Linked DNA regions of Sus scrofa: region 2 is linked to region 1. Evidence: chromatin contacts called from public Hi-C data. All regions are on one chromosome and are shown on one strand. The core of a region is the stretch at or near the end of the contact, and the rest is flanking DNA. Distances in the headings are between cores, read along the strand shown. Region 1 overlaps CACNA2D1 (calcium voltage-gated channel auxiliary subunit alpha2delta 1). Region 2 overlaps CACNA2D1 (calcium voltage-gated channel auxiliary subunit alpha2delta 1).

What was found. A called contact is a pair of places that touch in the nucleus more often than the background predicts.
Region 2: a contact with region 1 is called in a Hi-C map of skeletal muscle, with 2.0 times the contacts expected there. The contact joins two enhancer-like sites. A contact is called at or near these places in 5 of 47 Hi-C or Micro-C datasets (heart right ventricle, liver and skeletal muscle).

Annotation. Positions count from the first base shown.
Region 1 is chr9:97,889,778-97,892,666 of Sscrofa11.1, reverse strand. All of the region lies in intron 3 of CACNA2D1 (calcium voltage-gated channel auxiliary subunit alpha2delta 1), which reads right to left. Among named protein-coding and RNA genes, the nearest start is that of CACNA2D1, 110 kb to the right of the region's middle. Within about 2 kb of position 1,371, at least 2 of the 83 cell types and tissues checked have an H3K27ac peak or open chromatin away from gene starts, as enhancers often do. A contact at or near this core is called in skeletal muscle, where this site is marked.
Region 2 is chr9:97,954,616-97,957,504 of Sscrofa11.1, reverse strand. The region is part of intron 3 of CACNA2D1 (calcium voltage-gated channel auxiliary subunit alpha2delta 1); the gene reads right to left. Among named protein-coding and RNA genes, the nearest start is that of CACNA2D1, 170 kb to the right of the region's middle. Within about 2 kb of position 1,469, at least 2 of the 83 cell types and tissues checked have an H3K27ac peak or open chromatin away from gene starts, as enhancers often do. A contact at or near this core is called in skeletal muscle, where this site is marked.

The DNA.
Region 1 (2,889 bases), core at 122-2,621:
CAATAAATGCTAACTATTCCTCTGTTCTTGACTATGAAAACTCCAAAGACTTTCACTCTTCTCTATTTAAGTAACCCACCCATTCATGGATGCCTCAACCTTCTTTATTACCCAGAATCCTTAATTTCTTTAATTTCTTTAATTTACCACAATTTCTTGTTTCTCCATTGTTCTCAATAAACATACATTTTATATACATAGAAATGTTTACTCTCTTAAACCATTATCAGACTCCACCTATCACAGTTCATGATTTCAAATAAATCAACTACTGCTGACTAATTCCTACGTATCCCTCCAGAGTAAGTTTATAAAATTTACTCTGATAAATCTTAATCCAAGGTGGATTTGACAGTCCTTTCATTCACCTCCTGTTCGCACTGTGTCAGGCTTTGTTAGAGAAAGTTAAATTGATTATATATGCAATCATTATATAGAAAGAATGGGACTCTGTAGAAAAAAACAAAAAAAAGCAAAGTTTTCCTTTCTTTCCTCTGATCCTTCAAAATGAATTTTCTCTAGACTGTCTTTACTAAAATTCACATTAAATCTTGAAAAGGTCTTGACACAGACTCAGGCTGGCTGGATCCACATTTTAACTGAGTACCACAATTCTGTAGGAGAGACAATGTCCCAGCTAAAAAACTCCATCTCTTACTCCCCCTTGAGCAAGGGTCATCTAGTGAGATGAATACAAAAGGAACAGAATGGGACTTTGAGAAATCTCTTGAGTTGCCCACGTCCAGTTTTCTATTTTGAGAGAAAATAAACCTGCAATCTGTTTAAATCACTCTTTAGTTGGCTTGTCTATTAATCATATTTAAATACAACTTTAAGCCATAGAGGTTCCATAAATTTTCCGTTTATCTTTTTATATACAATTTCTAAACCTAAAAGCAACCTCAGTTAATCAAATAAAATAATGAATCTGTTATCCACGAAAAGTCTAGGCTTAATTTCATCTATAATCTCATTACCAGCTTGGCATTGCTCCAGGCTGAGAAACTTCAGGTATTTAGTATGAGCGTGACAGAGCTCTATCTCACTCTCGGAGCTTTTTTCTCCTGATCTCACATTGACTCCAGTTACCAGGGCACATGTGCTGATTTCACCAATGACGATGAGAAAACTGGCAGTGGAAGGGCCTTTCTTGATGGTAATTACATATTGGTACTCTCTGGGACTGATGGGTGGTCAATACCAACTTGTTCCCTTCTTGGGGTGCTTTCCTGTGCTTGCTGGAAATACCCAGAACACTTAACTGCAATGCTGTATTTCTGGTTTGCATTTATACCCTATCCCTCAGCTGACAGTGTAGAACTGGCTTTGCTCCTGGCAGGAAGTCCCATTGGATGGATTCCCAGACCAGCTCCATCCCATAAGGTTCACCTCTGTTCTGATTGGTATATAAGTTCATGCCCAACAAAGCCATCTTTCAATGTTCAGGCCCCAGGCAGGCAGACAGAGCATCAGCACCTCACTTTTAGCATCCATAGGGATGTAATGTATCAAATCCAAATCAATGAAAGTAATCTCAACTTTGCAAAACAAAGAGTGGATCACCTAGTCCCTTTATTGCTTAGACTCAAAGGAAAGTATATCAGCAATCAGAGTAGCCTCTTGGAGACATTTACACTAAGATTAAAGAGAAGGGCAAGCACACTTTTCTCCTGGAAGCTCAATATTCCCAAAGTAATTTTTTCTTGTTCTCATCAACATGGACAAGTTTATACCCTCTAGAAAGACTTTGGACTATTGATCAACACACACACACACACACACACACACACACACACAGCTTTCAAACAGCTCTTTCAACTTCACTTTTGAAACAGGAGGGTATTTTATATCTTTTGTTTTTTCTCAATGCTAAGGAGGCTCGAGGAGTTCCTGCCGTGGCTCAGTGGAAATGAATCTGACTTGTATTCTATGAGGATGCAGGTTTGATCTCGGGCCTTGCTCGGTGGGTTAAGGATCTGGCATTGCGGTGAGCTGTGGTGTAGTAGGTCTCAAATGTGGCTTGGCTCCTGTGATGCTGTGGCTGTTGTGTAGGCCGGTGGTTACAGCTCTGATTCAACCCCGAGCCTGGGAACCACCATATGCCTGGGTGCAGCCCTAAAAAGACTGGGAAAAAAAAAAAAAAAGGAGTTCCCGTCGTGGCGCAGTGGTTAACGAATCCGACTAGGAACCATGAGGTTGCAGGTTCGATCCCTGGCCTTGCTCAGTGGGTTAAGGATCCCGCGTTGCCGTGAGCTGTGGTGTAGGTTGCAGACGCGGCTCGGATCCTGTGTTGCTGTGGCTCTGGCGTAGGCTGGCGGCTACAGCTCCGATTCGACCCCTAGCCTGGGAACATCCATATGCCATGGGAGCGGCCCAAGAAATGGCAAAAAGACCAAAAAAAAAAAAAAAGAAGGCTCTTGATTTTAATCATCTCCCTTACCCACAGTGGACTCTTTATTTTTTCTTATTTTGCTCCTCAAATCTTCACCCTCATCCTAAAGATTACCATGGCCCCTTCATTCTTTGCATAAATACTAATTTATACTTTACTAAGAGAAAAGTGGTCATCCAGTATGACTCAGATTTTCTGTCTGCAAACTCAACTGTCTTTATTTATAACAATAATCCTCTGTCTTAAGTGACGGATATCACTGTCTTTTCAAAGATAAATTACATGACTCCGACGTTTTCTCCATCTTGTTTTTTTCTAGAAACAACCTTCAAAAACATTCAGATTTCTCTTATTTCATAGACTCCTTCCCACCTATAAGCATGCTTATATGTCCTTCATTCTCAAAAATAAACAAAAAATAAACTGTCTAGTTGTATTCCATACTTCTCTTTCACTCTACCAAACTTCATAAAAACATAGATACATTTATTGCCAAT
Region 2 (2,889 bases), core at 220-2,719, 65 kb before region 1:
TTTTTGTTTTGTTGTTGTTGTTGTTGTTGTTGTTTGTTTTTTGTGTGTTTCTTTTTGTCTTTTTGCTATTTCTTGGGCCGCTCCCGTGGCATATGGAGGTTCCCAGGCTAGGGGTCTAATCGGAGCTGTAGCCACCGGCCTACGCCAGAGCCACAGCAACGCAGGATCCGAGCCACGTCTGCAACCTACACCACAGCTCACGGCAATGCCGGATCGTTAACCCACTGAGCAAGGGCAGGGATCGAACCCGCAACCTCATGGTTCCTAGTCGGATTCGTTAACCACTGTGCCACAACGGGAACTCCTATTTCTGTTTTGTTATGTTTGTTCATTTCTTTTGTTTTTGAGATTCCACATGTAAGTAAAATCACACAGTATTTACCTCTCTATCTGACTTATTCCATTCAGCCTAATCCCCTCTAGGTCTATTCTTGTCATTGCCAATGGCAAGATTTCATTATTTTTTTATGGCTGAGAAGTATTCCATTGGGTATATACATACTACATCTTTTTCCATTTTCCTATTGATGGGCCCTTCGGTCGCTTTCATATCTTTTCTACTGTAAATAACACTGCAGTGAACATAAGGGCGCATCCATCTTTTCTAATTATTGTTTTTGTTTTCTTCAGGTAAATTCCTAGGAATAGAATTACTCTATCATATAATAGTTCTATTTTTAATGTTTTGAGGAATCTCCATACTGTTTCCCACAGTGGCTGCACCAATTTACTTTCCCATGCTCCCTTTTCTCCACGTCACTTGTTATTTCTTGGCTTTTTAATAACAATCATTCTGACAGGTTTGAGGTGATAGCTCACTGTGGTTTTGATTTTCATTTCCCTAATGATTAGTGGCATGGAGTAAGCAGATTAGTTCTTAACAGAAAACTTTAAAGACCAAAGTCAGTAGACTTGAAAATGCCTAAGTGTCGTAAGGCTTTGCCATCTATTCTGTCTGTAGCTATTCTACGGTGAACACAAAGTACCTCCAAGGACCCAAAGCTCACAGACCCAGAACACTTTGACATATATTTCACTCTTTCTATAGCTTGACTTTTATAATCTGCTGTAGAAATATGATGTATAATTTTTAGACGTCCATTAGATATAGGCAATGAAGATCTATATAAAGTTTATTTAAGTGGAGGGAAAAAAAAAAAAAAAAAAGGCAAATTGAAGAAAGGTCTTCGGTAAGTCCAACATAGCTAAAGATCATCGTTAACAACCTCAGGGAAGGAGGCTATGAATCATTTTTACACTTGTCTGCCAGAAGTTGCCTATGAGAAGGACTGTGTCATAGTCTCTTTATAGCCTCAGGGTCCAGGAAATTAAAGGTACTTGAAGAATGAAGTTGAATAAATACCCTGCCAATTGTCAACAAGGGGCCAGAGGCCATGGGCCCATGGGTCCTTAACAGGGAAAGTTTTTGTTAATGAGAAGTTGTCTAGCCTCTGGCCTTAGCCCTTTCCAGTCTGCACTCCTGGAGTAAATATTTTTAAAAACCAACAGGATCCATTTAAAGTCCCTCTACAGTTGTGTGCCATTTGAAAAAAAAAAAAAAAAAAAAAAATTTTTAACATGATATTTTGCGTTACTACCAAAAAAAAAAAAAAAAAAAAAAAGAAGAAGAAAAAAACAATTTCTTCATACTACAGAGTTTCTCTACTCCCACCAAGTTACGTTCTTTTTGTTGGCAAACATGTTTTTCATTCATTATTCCATAGGTCAGGTAGTAGCAGTACCTCCTTATTTCTAGCCCAGCACAGGCAACCACTCCTTCCTCTGTGCTATCCAGGACCATGAATATAATTTTAAGAGCCGTGGTCTATACAAACCACATGCCTATACCTCCACTTGCCAGAATAGTCTCCATGTTCTTTTAGAGGAACAATCTAGGCTTTAGACAGATTTGTATCTTCAGGGCTATCACTCTGCCTGCCACTCTAGAGACATTCATTAAATGTTTGCTGACCAGAAATCTGTCTTTGCTCAACACCACACATGCAGTTGACTCTGATGGATCCGTCTCAGCAGATAGGCTAGATGTTGAGGACAATCATGGCAACTGAATTATTCTCAAAAGTCATTACAATACCCAACACAAAACTTATGTGCAACAAACTTTTTACTGAATGAAGCAAAAAAAAATATCATCACGTAGGTGAATGATGTATTAGGATAGACATTTTAAGGTAAGTAAAATATTACTAAATAATATATTCTTAGGAGGCTCCTTTTAATAATGGTAGGAACCAATACATTCGACTGATGAAAAGAGAACAGCAACCCAACAGAAGTGCTCGTAAGCTATGCTTATTTCTACAACAGTGTTAGTTAAATCCATCTCTTTTCTCCCTTCTCTAATTTCTTTGAGATCAAAAGAATTTAGAAATACTATTATATCAAGAAAGTAAAATACATTTAAGAGTAGACTGCTAGTAGAAACTAGATCTTATTGCCTCCAAGTACCAATAGGTTAGTCAAATGAAGCTATATGGGGGAAAATATGATAAATTAAGAGTATGTTCTAAAAAAAAGATCAAGTGTATATGAATACAAAATAAGGGAAGTAAAATTTTAGCTCCACTGAGTCATGATTCAATAGACTAATACATTTCAAGTATTTATAGGCCCATCTCCTTAAAACAAAACAAAACAAAACAAAATAAACACAAAAGGCACTGCTATAGTGATGCCTCCTTTGTTTCCTTCACTTTTCTCTTCATTAGTAATTAAAGCAGCAGAAGCTAAAAATAATTAGTTATCTAGTATATACCTTTCAGTCAATGTATTTTGTTCAGGGAACATTTATGTAGCTACAAAGTATTTCACTGAAAATAATAATACTTGTAATATCCATCAAAAACAATATTGTTAAAGTTAGTGCCA